Linked DNA regions of Mus musculus: all the other regions are linked to region 2. The links are chromatin contacts, called in public HiChIP or PLAC-seq and promoter capture Hi-C maps. All regions are on one chromosome and are shown on one strand. Each heading gives the region's core, a stretch centred on a gene start, on an enhancer-like site or on the middle of the called end of the contact. The rest is flanking DNA. Distances are from core to core; before and after follow the strand shown. Region 1 holds the start of Slc12a8 (solute carrier family 12 (potassium/chloride transporters), member 8). Region 2 overlaps Kalrn (kalirin, RhoGEF kinase). Region 3 has its middle 54 kb from the start of 1700007L15Rik.

Region 1 (4,718 bases), core at 1,735-4,234, 560 kb before region 2:
ATTTTACAACCCTGGTTCCTCCTTCTAGAGAGAAACAAACCCAATAGATTGATGGTGTTTCCCGTGCACACGATACATCTATAGACACATATATGGGCTACAGCACATCACTCACGGTGTCCTGCAACTTGCTGTTTGTATTCATTATGTGATGGGCGAGGTTCGTGTCAGTACATGGGAAACCACCTGATTTAAAGCACTGGCTGTCCTAAATTAATCCATCTTCTGCCAATGGACTTTAGGTTCTCATGCTTTCAAGTATTAGAGGTAAATAAGGCAATGGACACCCTTCTCTTAGGCCACAGAGGATCGCAGCTTAGAAATGGAGATGGTCCATTCTAAGAATATGGAAGATACTATTTTTTGGCACAAGCATTTTGGGTCTTTCGTTTGTTTATTTGGTGTTTTGTTTTGTTTGTTTGGTTGGTTTTTCGAGAGAAGGTTTCTCTGTCTGTCCTGGCTGTCCTGTAACTCACTTTTCTGTTTTGTTTTTCGAGACAGGGTTTCTCTGTGTAGCCCTGGCTGTCCTGGAACTCACTTTGTAGACCAAGCTGGCTTTGAACTCAGAAATCCTCCTGCCTCTGCCTCCCAAGTGCTGGGATTAAAGGTGTGCATGCGTGCGTGCGTGTGCCACCACGCCCAGCTTTGTAACTCACTTTTTAAACCAGGCTATCCTCTGCCTCTCTAGTGCGAAGATTAAAGATGTGCGACACCACTCCCATTTTTTTTGTTAGTTTTTGTTGTCATATTTTCAGGTTATAAGTTAAGTTGGCATAAAGCAGGACATACTTTTTCTTTACAAACAACTGAGTTTCTCTATTTAACCATAAAATGAAAAAAAAAAAGATATGGACACATTTATCCTAAGGTTTAGAAGACAGGCTTTCAAGGAAACTCTTTTTTCATTTATTTAGAAAAGAGTTTATTGCAGGAAGTAATGGTAAAAAAGAGGGGTGAGTCTCCTTTTCTCCTGTGTGGATTTCTTAAAGTTCTGGCTGATACTTAGCAGTAGGCTCCCCAGATGTTGACAGCAATCAGGAACCTAGTTAAAGGCAAAGTAAAAGAGTGTCCTATAACCACCTAAAAAGTGACGAAGAAAGAAGGCTTTCCCAGCCGGCCGTGCAGGTGATGAGATGCCCACGTCATGAGTCTTAGCAATATGCCATCCTTCTGTCTGTCCATCCTCTTCTCAAAGACAGGTAATCTGTGATTCATTCTGGTGGAAATGGGGGTTTTGCTTTTTGCAGAGATGGGCTATTAACACTCCTCTACAAGCTGGGGATATAACTCCGTGGGAAAGCAGTCCCAAAAACAAAAAGACAAAGCCCTGGGTTCCACTCCCAGCATTGTAAAGCCAAAACTGAAAACAAAACCCCACAAAGGAATGAAAACCCAATCTGCTTGTATGCTGATGTATACAACATAGAAAGGACTTTGGGGGTGTGCTGCTCACGTGTGACAAGCCAGGCACAAAACGATAATAAATGTTGTTGTATTCCATTTAGAGGCCAGTTATATTCAGAGTAGACAGAAAGACAGACAGTGCATGGGGACACCATGGGTGGGGAGTGGCAGAATGTGTGTTTTCTGTATGGGGTGATGAAAAAAACGTCTTGGGTGTAGTGATGATGGATCTTTGAGCACCAAACACTGGGAGCAAGATTTTCCACACTGTTAAAATGGCCCAGACTGCAAACTTTACATAAGACACCTTCACAGGAACAACTTCCCTGGAGCAGCAAAGAGAGGAGAGGGCGCCACCAGTGTTCCCGGGCTTTGCCTTCCCTTTTGTTTTAAAAGAACAGCCTCTATTTTTAGGGATTCCACACAAAGGCTTGTGGGCGTGGGAAGTACTCCCAGCTGCCCTCCTGTTTCTCAGAAACCCACATGGAAGCCTGGCAAGTTATTTAAGGTTTAGGAACTATGCCAGATTGAAAATGGAGATAATTTAATCTCTCTGTATGTTAATTCCCACCCCTCGTCCTGCAACCCGAGGTGGCTCAGTGGTCCTGCTGAAGTGGTGAGGGTCAGCCCCCCACCCCCGCCTCTCAGCATGCCCGGGCCGCATTCTGGAAGCTCCATTTCCTGCCAGTTCGGTGTCACCTGACTGAACCACCGCCCTTCGGACAGGGGGTGCTCAGGGCCTGGGTCTCTAGTCCAGATGCTCGAGTCCGGACGCTGGGGCGGGGTCGCCCGAGATGCAGGGCAGGTGGCCAGGAGCGCTTGCGGCCACGTGGCAGGACCGGGTGGGGCGGGCGTGGCCTCCGGAGCCTGAGTAGGAGCAGGTGAGGGTGCGGGCACTGCTCTGTGGAGGGGAAGAGTGGCTGGGGTCGCAAGGACCTGACTCTGGTGCCCAGAGCCTCATCCCGCAGCCCTCAGATCTTTTTAGGGTGATGTGTCCCAAAGGAATCTTGCCCTATTCCTCTCCCCACGAGTCTCCTGCAGGATGGGGAGCACGGCCAGTTGCCTCAGCCCTTCTCCCTCCCTCTCTTTTTTCTTTCAAATGTCATGGGGCAAGGTCCCTGGCCTCAGGAAAGCCAGATCAACTCCTCTGGTGGGCCAGAACTGTACTTTTCTGACATCTTTTTCTTACCTGCCCTATTCTGGCCAGGGTCCAGGGGCCTCTCAAGACAGCCGCCAGCCCTCTGGCTCTGCCTCCAGTACACTCTGCCTGCACTCACCACCAGACACGGGTTCCAGCAAGACCCCAAATGTCCTTGCTCTGAACAAAGGGTTCCCAAGGCACTGGGGAAAAGAGTGTAGGACTATGTCTTTAAGGGCTAGGCAGCTGAGCAGTCAGCCTAGACCATTCCCCAATATTCAGGAGTTCAGGGAGTAGGGAGTGAACTATAGGAGTTCCTGTGACCCCAGGACAACGGGAAATGATCAGGCGGGCTCTGAACCATAAATGAGGTTCTGAAGAGAGCAGTGGGGAGGAGTCCCCAGATGGGGCCAACAAGGTTTCTACTTCACCCACGACCTTTCTCAGTGCAGAGGAAGCTGGACAGGCAAGAAGCAGCAAGGGAGGGAGGGAGGGCCTGGCCTGACAGAGTGATGTTTGCTTTCCAGAGTGGTCTCCCTATCTAGATAAAAGTATCAGAACCTCACTTCCTGGAGAATGGCCCAGAGGTCTCCGCAAGAACTCTTCCACGAGGCAGCCCAGCAGGTAAGTCTGGTTACAGGGGTGGTGGTGGAGCTGGCAGAGGCCATCAGACAGACAGGTGCCAGCAGAGGGGGGGTCTGTGGCAGTGCAGTATTTTCAAAGCAGTTATCTCAGGTTTACTTAGGCGTTGAGGGAATACCTCGGACAGCAGTTAACCGTGCAGAAAGTCTCCTTTGGCATTAGCTGTAATGTACTCCGCTCTCTGCCCTCCACCCCATCATGGGAAGAATGCCACGAGTGGAGGCTGAGACTCAAATGATATGAACTCCCTTTAATAACAAATCAGATCAAAGTCAGAAGGTAAGTTTATTTCTAGAAAAGCTAATCTACGGAAATCAGGGGGTTTCTGGACTCCCTGATGTCTGCTGGTTTTGTTTTTATTAAGTCCTTCTTGTTGGTTATTAGTGTGTGTGTGTGTGTGTGTGTGTGTGTGTGTGTGTGTAGTGTGTAGTGTAAAATATTCCATTTGTGGTCGATGGTTGATATAGAATTGAAGGATTAATCCCTTAAATGAAAGCCCACACCTTGGTGCTTATGGGGTCTCTGCCATCCGTGTTCAGTCACCTTGGTGTTTCATTGCCCCCTGGGTTTCCTTTATGCTTTGTAGTGAGAGGCAGGGAGGTGTTCCTGCACTGCAAGAGAGGGGAGTAAGCCCTTCAGCAGGAGAAAGAATATATATTTCAAGAACAAGGTCTAGAGCTGAAAGTCCGGAGGTGGTAGGGGCATCCAAGCCACATGTTAACCCTTTTCATGTGTGCACAGATGCCAGTGAAGGCGTGCTGCCTGCTGACCAGCAGGCGGTAAATGCTCCATAAACATATGACAAGGAGTGGCAGAACTAGGCTGAAGTCAGTTAATGACTTTGTAATGCAGTTGGGGGATGATCTAGTCTCCAAGTAACAGTATTATATGTTAACACATTGGTGCTAGTCTGTGTCATTAAAAACAAAATTAAAAACAGAATAAAACGAAACAAAAAAACCTTTGCTTTCATTTCTGAGTCCTCAAAAATTCTGTGCCAGACCATAGGGGATGCACCTGGTTAGTCAGGTGACCAAAGCCAGGAGTGGAAGGAGTCTAAGACCAAGGCTTTTGCTGGGGATTATTGCAGGAACGTGAAGGCAGGGTAGAGTGAACAGTTTGGGGTGTGCCACTCTGAAGAATTTTTCTGGACTCTGGATTAAGTGTTGGTCTCTAGTTTCCTAGTAACTGACCCTGGGATGATTTAGGTTGGTGTTAGGAGTTAGTGGCCGCAGCTCTAGACTGAGAATTGGTAGGTTGGCTTATGAAAGACATAGTCCCATCTAAGCTTTTGCTCTCTAAGACAGCCAGTAGGATTTGGTCTTTGCCTGCTTATGAATGGATGGCTTGTATTACTTCAAACATTTACATTGCCCTCTGCTACATTTCATCCATGACCAGAAGCAGAGAAGAAAATTGCTGTCTTTGTCACTATATGATAGATCAGCGTTTGCAAGATGTCTAGATGTTAAGGATGCTGAGGCACGAATTTTGTGCTCTAAGTGAGGTGCCCACCGGGTGGTACCTAGAGCAT
Region 2 (5,066 bases), core at 714-3,213:
CAAACAAACAAACAAACAAATAAATAAAACCTGCTTAAAGAATCCAACACAGGGCTGGGAGACGGCTCAGCAGTCAAACAGTCTGCTTTGGAAGTACAGAGACTGAAGCTGGGATCTCCAGAATGCACACAAAAGCCACATGGTCATGGCAGCCCACCTATAACTCCAGAAGACACACATGGGATCCTCAGAGCAAGCTAGCTAGTGAGACTACAGTATTAGCAAGCTCTGGGTTAGAAGAGAGATCCTGTCCTTAAAGATCATGGTGGAGAGCCATCCAGGCAGAGAGAGTCCTGATGTCAAATAGACTTCCATATGAACATGCATACACACATATATCCACACACAAGTTAACATACAAACACACGCACACATAGACAACACATACAAACATATGAAAAGAAAAAAGAAGGAAAGTTAAAAAAAAAAAAAAAGAATCCACCACATTGGCCTCCAGGGTTTGAGAGGAGACCACTCTTAGGAGAACCAGCACCTAAACTCAGCCCAAGATCTGCAGATCAATAGTGGAGAGGCTCCTACAGCCCAAAGATCAGGCAAAAGGCCCAGACAGGAGGCCCATGTCCCACATCTGTCTCCTTGAAAGCAGTGCTCACTTGTCCACCCCATCCCACTTAGGAGCTCGTTCGGAATGAAGGCCTTGTAAGGACAAAAAACACCTGGCGCTGGGGAGAACGTTACAGCCCTCGAGCTAGAGTCTGCCTGCATCCTCTGAGCTCGGGAGCCAGGAACTCTGTGTTTTCACCTAAATCCTCACAACCACCTATGTTCTCTAGAGCAGACTGTGGAAGGAACTGGCCTATGGAAGTCAGGTTACCAGACAGAGCTGGCACACTTAGGGAGCACTGATGCCAGCGAGAAACTCAGCGCTAAAAGAACTGCTCATGATTAGATCGTTTACTGAGAGCGAGAGAGCGAGGGGGGGAGAGGGAGAGGGAGAGGAAGAGAGAGAGGAAGAGAGAGAGGGAGAGAGGGAGGGAGGGAGGGAGAGAGAGAGGGAGAGAGGGAGGGAGGGAGGGAGAGAGAGAGAGAGAGAGAGAGAGAGAGAGAGAGAGAGAGAGAGAGAAGAGAAGAGACAGCTAAGCCCCAGATAGCTGGCTGGCCTACACTCCCTCCCAGTCAAGTCCACTTGTGATACTAACCAGGCATTTCCCCACAAAAGCTTTGGGCTCTTTTTTGCCTCTTAACTTCCAGTGAAGGCACTTTGTAAAGACACAGGAACTCATAGGACTGCTTGCTAAGCATCTGTCAGAGATCAGATAGAAACACAGAGATGATCCCATTGAATCATAACCTGACCCAAGGCCAGAAGCATCACACAGACGCATTCTACGGCACAGAGTGCTGAATGCGACGGACCGTACTTACACATGGGGCTAAACTGCCTTCAGTGCTCTGCTCCTAGTGCCCGTCTTGACACAGCCATTCTACAACCAGGACTTCAGACACTGGTCCCGCCCCGTCTCTGCCATATGCACCCACGGATACAGAAGAAGATGCCAACCGACTCAAGCCTGGAGCCGGTGGTGGCAAGCTATCAACATAGCACAATGAGCAGGTTGTGTATCTCTCTAACCTGTGACCGGTTGTCTTTGGATTAGGAGACAAAGGTGAACACATAATTGTAGCATAATGTTTGGCAAGTAGCCATGGCAATTACAAGCCACTGAGTTATGTCATGGACATTTTACAATGGGAGGAATCTGGGAGGGCCGGAGAGTGTGAGGGACTTTCTCTGAGCGACTCAGACAAGCTAGGATAAAGGCCAACAGTGATACCTGTGGTCCCGCCCCGCCCCCCACTGCCTCCTCATCTTCTCCCAGGGCAGCTTAGGCTCTTGGAAAGGCCCATCCCCCTCCCTTCCCCCTCCCCTCTCCCACACATACACACTCCCTGGGAACAGCCCAGCTCTGGTTTTGCTCTCAAAGCTCTGGCTTGCCTCGCTGGCAGAAGGGTCAGAGTTAAATTTAGACCTGACCACCTCCCTGGGACTGAGCCGGATCACTAGCTGTGTGAGGAGAGAGGGAGTCAGTGTAGTATGGCTGGCTGCTGACGCTCTCAAATGGAAGCACTATTTGTTAGGCTGAAGGGACAGAATTTCTAAACCAAATCACAAGGAACTGGGAGATTAAAAATTAGAAAGCTTGAAACAAACCTTACAAGGGTTGCTGAGGCTTCTGACTCTGACAGAACACAAATGAACAAGCAGGGTTGTTGCTGGCTTTTCTTTTTTTTAACCTTTGTTGTTACTATTTATGTGTATGGGTGTTTTCACTTGTGTGCATGTCTTTGTACTGCATGCATGCAGTTCCCATGGAGACCAAAAGAGGGAGTCAGATACCCTAGAACTGAAGTTCCCAGACAGTTGTGAGCTGACAAGTGGGTGCTGCACATCAAACCCAAGACTTCTTGGACTTAACTGCTCAGCCATGTCTCTAGGCCTATCCCTGAACTGACTTAGAACAACGGCCCACAATCAGATCTACAATGTATCCAAAGAGGGGTCCCTAGACACACCTGAGATGGGGGCCATAACTGTGGAGGTGGTGGGTCCTGGGAGAGGCAGGAGCTGTGGATGGCGAGACCTCAGGACAGAAGCTGATCCCCGCCTTTGGGTGAGTGGGATGGGTGGGTGCTCAGGATGAGTGGGAATGGCCAAGGGAAGAGGCAGGGAATGGGAGTCTGCTGTTTTTAATTTAGATCCCAGTGGTAAGCTACCTAAGATGAAGCTTCAGGTCACAGGTTGACAGTTCCACAGGGACAGAGGTCATAAAGTAAAGGTGCCACCATGGCCCTTTGTGGCCAGAGAGCACAGATGCTCAGGGTCTGCAGAGTAAAGGCTTCCATGTGAGTACCTTGTCCCCTTCCCTCCCTGTGCTGCCCAGGCTGGCCTTGACCTCCTGGCTTCAGTCCCAGCGTTAGGACTGTGGTGTGACACTGTGCCCAGTCTATCCGAGCTACTGAAATAAAGCAGCTTCAAGCAAGGTACCCAAACTGGAACTCCACACAGCCATATCTGGCCCTGTGCACTTTGGCTGTATTCTCTTTGTGGTTTCCCATAATACTTAGCAAGGCCTTTTGGAAAGACTCCTTTAATAGGACCCAGAGTTCACACAGTGTGTTAGGGGCCCAATGAAAGGGAGCAACAAAACTTTTGATATTTATGTTACTCTTTCAGACAGGGCCCCAGTTGCCCAAATAAAATCCATCTCCACACCCTGCCAAGGGACAGTCTCAGTGTCCCATTGATTTTTATTTTGACTTGAGAGCACTTCAGAAGATGTGTATAAAAGACAACACACACACACACACACACACACACACACACACACACACACACACACACAGGAACCTAATCCATGGCTCCATCTACATTTTAAACGGAGAAGGGGTCTTTGGAGGAATTACCCATGACTAGGAGTCAGACACAGTCTGGGAGCCCAGGCCTTGCTAAGCCCGTGTGGAATTCATAGTTCTCAGTTTGACTGGACCACACTAGGTGTCTACACCTGGCTTCAGATTTGAACTGAACTGAACTTCCATCTGGCCTGGAGGGGTCATAGGAAACCCCTTGGACGTCTTACAAAGTCTTCTGGATTTGCTTGGATACTCAGACAGACTCTGATAGAATAAGACCAGCTGGACCTAGCTCTTGGCTCTTGGTTGTTGATTACCAAGTTGTGGTTTGAGATGGACTTGGGTCCCCTGAGTGGTAGAGGGTCCCCAGAATCCCAGTAGACATCTGTGAGCACCAGATGTAAGTAAGTGGCTACCACGGGAAAGGATTTTTGGTCAAAATTTAGTTTCAGGAATCTAGGAGGAAATTCCAGTTTGCCGGGTCCCCCGTTGTCCTAGATTTTTTTTTCCAAAGAGCTGTGCTCTCCGCTGGCCGGATCCAGTCCAACTCGCTCTAACTTTTCCAAACAAAGAGGCAGGTGCATTCTGCTTTCACTACCCTCCCCCTTTCAAAGGCCAAGTCATCTGCTATAGATAGTATGATGTCATCTCCCTAATTTCCACTAAAAAAATAAAAAGAGGCCAAAGTACAATGTATAGTACTCAGCACAACAAGGACTTGCAGAATATCATCTCCACTCTAACACGGAACCCAATTCAAACAATTGTGGCACTCTACTTTTTTTTTTTTTTTTAAATTAAGCTGGTGTGTGCAGCAGAGGGGCATCTCAGTTTGAACTAGCTTCACTTCATGCCCACTGAGCCCCAGGGAATAAATAGATTGGGCAGCCCTACTTTCTTTGTGGTCCACTGCATGTTTCTGCTCCTTTATTCACTTGGAATTGCAGTCCTTTAAAAGCCCTAACCTGTGTTCTGTGCTTTGGGAAGCCTCCCAGATGACCCCATTAGCATCTGCTTAATTACATTAATTAGCAATCAGATAGGAACTCACAATGCCAGCATTCTTGATCTTGATGACAAATTCTTCCTTTTCTTGTTCGTTTGCTATAACTGTTTCACACTTACGGATCAGTTCCCAAGCTGGACTGTAAAATATCTGGAAACCTGAATCTACCTAGCGTCATCTAGAATTTTCTATGAGCACTAGTCCCAAATTTACTCAACACAACAAGGACTTGCAGAATATTATCTCCACTCTAACATGGAACCAATTAAAACAACTGAAGTACTCTACTTTTTGTCTTAATTAAAAAAATTTTTTTTGATACTGTGTCTTTGACACCTGGTGAATTCTGGTAGTCCTAAAATTTTGGAGTGACTCGGAAAGTGTGTGCCTTAACTTCCCACATGATTAAGGGACTGCTGAAGTCATTTCAACATGACCCTCGGGACTTCGGGATGATCCACAACAACCAAACACTTCCCTAGCACTTACAACAAAGCAGCCTGAGTGGTTTACATATGTCAACTCATTTATGCTTTGCAAAATTCTCCATGAATAGATTCCAGGGTCATTTCTATTTTCCAGGAAAATAAAACCCTCAAACAAACAAGAAAAAGAATTTATTTATATAAGTTGTACAAGGTCTCAGAGAAAAGCAGTCTATCCGGCATTCACATTCACTGTGGCT
Region 3 (4,641 bases), core at 1,450-3,949, 760 kb before region 2:
GATGAGAAGACTCGACCTTTCTTTTATTTGGTAGCATTTTCTCACAGGCTTCACCCTCCCAGGTTCTGCACATGTGGAACCAGTGAGACAGAATTGTCCAGCCTGGTCTGCCGCCGTCTGCTGAGGCATCCACCATTGCCTCCAGCTCAGTAGGTCAGTAGGAACAGGAGAGACTGCGGTGACAGGTTCTCCGTCAGTTCTGATTTCTGTGGACAGCAGTTGAACTGCATCGCTAATTGATGTCTTTGTCATCTTCAACCAGCTTTCTGATTCTTATAATCTCATCTGCTACATAATTTCAATTCCTGTTTTGTTAGGGAAAGGAACTAGGACTTATAGGGGAAAGAGTGGTTCCAGTCCTCTTTCTTGTTTGCTTGCTTGTTTTTCCAAATTGGGTCTCACTGTGTAGCCCTGGCTGTCCTGGAACTTGTTCTATAGCCCAAGTTGACCTCAAACTCAGAGATTCACCTGCCTCTCCTTCCCAAGTACTAGGATCAAAGGCAGGTGCCTCCACTGCCTGGCTGTGAAGTCTTCTACCAGAGGCTGGAGAGATGGCTCAGCAGGTAAGAACACTGGCTGCTTCCATAGGACCTGAGTTCAATTCCTAGAACACACATGGCAGTTTACAACTGTCTTTAACTGCAGTTTCAGGGGATCTGACACCCTCACACAAACCTATTGCAGGCAAAATGCCAGTGTACATAAAAATAAATAAAATACCAATTCTCAAAAAGAAAGAAAGAAAAAGGAATAAACAAGTGCTTTTAACTGCTGAGCTATTTCTCCAGCCCCCTAAATAAATCCGAAAGACAGACAGACAGAGAGACTAGTTGCTATGTAATCCTTCTCCCCTTGTATATTTTCTATCTTCTCTCTTGGATTGTGAACTCCATAATCAGGTTACTTTGTTTTATCATCCTATTTCTCTATTCCTATTACCCAAAATGGTGCTTGTTTCGGGGCCCCGGATTGAACAGGGCTCAGGGCAAGTAGAGCCGGGAGCAAGCAGAGTCCAGAGCGAGCAAGCGGGGCCAGAGCAAGAGGGAGAAAGGGAAGGGGGAAGAGAATAGTGCTTGATACTGGACAAGTCCAAGTCTAGTCACCGAGTGGATGAATCGTTGAAGACATCATAGAAAGAGATACAAATGCAATTGTGTAGTTCTACACCTTTAAGATATCCTTGGACTCGAAGCAGTGTGTTGGGGGTGGGGAGGGTGAGTGGGGCATTGCTGCTTATCCTCGATTTAAAGTTTCTGTGGTGTGGTTTGACCTGCACTGTTAGAAACAGGGACCCTCAGTGCCAAAGCCCTCGAGGAACTGAATCTTAAAGATATGTCTTTAAGGGAGCTTTGGCATAACTGTGGCTTTTTGACGAACCTGAAGCCAGCGCATCCAGAAAAGCTGCACCTGGATTCCAGTCCCACAGAGACTCAAGATGGTAAGAACTGTGTCATTTTAAGACACTATATTTTGAGGAGGTTTTCTTTTTCTTTCATCCCTTCCTCCCCTCCCTCTCCCCTCCTCTCCCTCTCTGTTCTCTCTCCCTCTCTCCTTCCTTTCTTCCTTCCTTCCTTCCTTCCTTCCTCCCTCCCTCCCTCCCTCCCTCCCTCCCTCCCTCCCTCCCTCCCTCCCTCCCTCCTTTCCTTTCTTCCTCTCCTGAGACAAGATTGTCTGTGTAACTCTGGCTGTCCTAGAACACAACATGTAGACCAGGCTGGCCTTGAACTCACAGAGATCTGCTTCTGCCTCCTGAGTGCTGGGATTAACAATGTGTACCACCACACCTGGCCAATTTGGGGCGTGTAATCTCTTACACAGTAATAGTAAGACAAAGGTTGGGGGAGTGCCTGGTCTGGAGGTTTTTCAAAGGCAGTGACTGTTTACTGGGTACTTGCTGGATTCACGTGCTTTCACTGTCTGATCGACTTGAGAGGCCTTTCCCTCTTTGAGTCTGTGCACATTTAGGGGAAAACTGGTAAAAGCTCTACCAGGAAGCTGCCAGCTAGCTGCCTCTGCGTGTATCCTAATCCTCCAAGGGGTTGAGATAACGTGACAAGGCTTGAATCTCCTAAACACATGACCACTTTCCAGAGTAGGCAGGGTGTGCACCTCAGAGTTCGTGACAAGCCGGGCTGGGATAATTGGGATCTGGAACAATGGGCCCTTTGATTAGAAAGCTGTATGCTGTGCTTCCCAGAACACCAACCAACCTGCAGTTGGCAACCACGGGCTATTGATGCAGGCCGACTGGATTTAATAGCTCCCCTCCTGGTCTGCACACCTCTGAAGACGTGGTGCAACTTGAACAACCTTCCGTTTTAAAATGACACAGAGCAGGGACTTCTCCAGAGCCACTTCGAAGATGAGCACCTAGCCGGCAACAGGTAGTCCCTTGTTTTGAATCGCAGCCAGAGAACATGATAAACATGGGATTTGGTATGTGTGCACTTGCATGTGCACCCTTGACGTGTGCCCATTTGCATGTACACATTAACCCTTACGTCCCCACTGAGCCTCACATTGAAAACGTCTTCCATGTGCCAGCCAAGGACGTTGGCGAAGCTGCCAAGTTCTCCGGCCAGAACCAGCTAAATCGAGAGTTAGACCGCACTGAGTCAAACACTCCCTCTCAGAGACAGGCCTCTTCCTTGTGAGTAATGTGAGAGCCACAAGGAAGGTGAGCAGGTGGGGAATATGCTCACTGAATGCCACATTCCGTATCCTAGGGAAGAATGTCTGCTCACTGTGAGGAATGTGTTAAGCCCTGAACAGAGGGAACGCAGCTGTGTGGCTTTTTTTCCCCCAAATAAATTTCCTGCTTCTCTGGTAGCAAAGTACTCACACTGCCAGGCTGGACATGACTCTCTCTCTCTCTCCCTCCCATCTCTCTTTCTCTTTCTCTTTCTCTTTCTCTTTCTCTTTCTCTTTCTCTTTCTCTTTCTCTTTCTCTTTCTCTCTCATTAGACTAAAATAACGAAATTCTTTTTTTTTTTTTTTTTTTTCCGAGACAGGGTTTCTCCATATAGCTCTGGCTGTCCTGGAACTCACTTTGTAGACCAGGCTGGCCTCGAACTCAGAAATCCGCCTGCCTCTGCTTCCCGAGTGCTGGGATTAAAGGCGTGTGCCAATTCTTGAGCAGCTTTCTTTGAGAATTCGAGACATCACATAGACAGACAAAGCAGGGTCTTATTGGTAAAACTGGCCTTGTGCCAACGTGGAGATCAGACTTAAGACCTGAGCAAAGTAAGCAGATTGGAGCGGGGCTTTCCACTGGAGGGAGGCATGGAGGGAGGGGGAATACATCAGTCCTACTCCTGCAGAGTGTGAGGGCCTGCAGACACGCTCATTGGTTAGGAGTGGTTACCGTTCTTTTAGGGGATCTGGCAGTTCAGTTCCAAGCACCCACACAGCAGCTCACAACCAAATGTAACTCCAGTTCCAGAGGATCCAGTGCCCTCTTCCGTCCTCCTTGGGTACTACTCTGATGTAGTTCTCATCTGTACATGAAGGCACATACTCATATATACATGTAAGCCTTTAAAAATAGAGTGTAATAGTCAATCTTTTTTTTTTTTTTCCAGACAGGGTTTCTCTGTGTAGCCCTGGCTGTCCTGGAACTCACTCTATAGACCAGGCTGGACTTGAACTCAGAAATCTGCCTGTCTCTACCTCCCAAGTACTGGGATTAAAGGCATGCGCCACCACTGCCTGGCATAGTCAATCTTTATTGTCATTTAAAATGGATTTTAAATCACCTAAGAGACACAGAAGTGGCCAGATATCTGAGGATACTTCCAGAGAGGTTTGACTCGGCCTGAAAGAAGGTAGGGCCCTTCCATGGGCTGAGAATATCAACTTAATAAGAATGGGAAAAGGAAAAACATCTCTCTCTCTCTCTCTCTCTCTCTCTCTCTCTCTCTCTCTCTCTCTCCCTCTCTCTCCCTCTCTCTCCCTCTCTCCCTGGCTTTGGATGAACAATAACCATCAACTGCCTACTCCTGTGACCATGACTCCCAGCTACCATGGTTGTATCCCATTTTAGGTGTTTTTCTATTGCCAGGACCAAAGAAGTCCAGGAAGAGGGGTTCATTTGGGGCTACAATTCCTGAGGAATAGGAGTTCATCACTAGGGACGTGAGGCAGCAGGCAGGCTTGGCAAGTGGAGCTAGAAACTGATGGCTGAGGGCTCACATCTTTTATTATTATTATTATTATTATTATTAAGGATTTATTTATTTAATGCATGTGAGTACACTGTAGCTGTCTTCAGACACACCAGAAGAGGGCATCAGATCTCATTATAGATGGTTGTGAGCCACCATGTGTTTGCTGGGAATTGAACTCAGGACCTCTGGAAGAGCAGCCAGCACTCTCTCCAGCCCGAGGGCTCACATCTTAAGCCACAAACAGGAGGCAGAGAGAGCTAACCTGAGATGGCATGAGTCTTTTATAAACTCTCAAGACAGCCACCAGTGACTCACTTCCACTGCAAGGCCACACCTTCTAAGCTTCCCCAAACTGGGGACCAAGTATTCAGATGTCAGGACCAATTTGAGGATATTCTCATTCAAACCACCTCAGTCCCCTCAGAGTTGATTTAGTCAGGTTTCTGGTTACAGTAAGGGGGACGGTAACTAATGC

The links. Promoter capture Hi-C pulls out the DNA fragments that hold promoters and counts their contacts. HiChIP or PLAC-seq counts read pairs in DNA pulled down with a chosen protein or histone mark.
Region 1: a promoter capture Hi-C map of embryonic stem cells shows a contact between it and region 2, with 2.9 times the contacts expected there. The contact joins the promoter of Slc12a8 here to the enhancer-like site in region 2. A contact is called at or near these places in 3 of 39 promoter capture datasets (the C10 cell line, embryonic stem cells and pre-B cells), 2 of 115 datasets of contacts at active chromatin or transcription factors (embryonic limb bud and embryonic stem cells) and 1 of 9 other capture datasets (liver).
Region 3: a contact with region 2 is called in an H3K27ac HiChIP or PLAC-seq map of extraembryonic endoderm stem cells. The contact joins two enhancer-like sites. A contact is called at or near these places in 3 of 115 datasets of contacts at active chromatin or transcription factors (embryonic stem cells and extraembryonic endoderm stem cells) and 1 of 9 other capture datasets (embryonic stem cells).

Annotation. Positions count from the first base shown.
Region 1 is chr16:33,515,211-33,519,928 of GRCm38.p6, forward strand. Slc12a8 (solute carrier family 12 (potassium/chloride transporters), member 8) reads left to right here and starts at 2,985. Exons shown (of 13, transcript NM_134251.3): 1 at 2,985-3,166. The coding sequence starts at 3,119.
Region 2 is chr16:34,080,353-34,085,418 of GRCm38.p6, forward strand. The region is part of intron 34 of Kalrn (kalirin, RhoGEF kinase); the gene reads right to left. Among named protein-coding and RNA genes, the nearest start is that of Gm41448, 37 kb to the right of the region's middle. Within about 2 kb of position 1,964, at least 69 of the 459 cell types and tissues checked have an H3K27ac peak or open chromatin away from gene starts, as enhancers often do. A contact at or near this core is called in extraembryonic endoderm stem cells and liver, where this site is marked.
Region 3 is chr16:33,324,097-33,328,737 of GRCm38.p6, forward strand. No RefSeq gene overlaps it. Among named protein-coding and RNA genes, the nearest start is that of 1700007L15Rik, 54 kb to the right of the region's middle. Within about 2 kb of position 2,700, at least 47 of the 459 cell types and tissues checked have an H3K27ac peak or open chromatin away from gene starts, as enhancers often do. A contact at or near this core is called in extraembryonic endoderm stem cells, where this site is marked.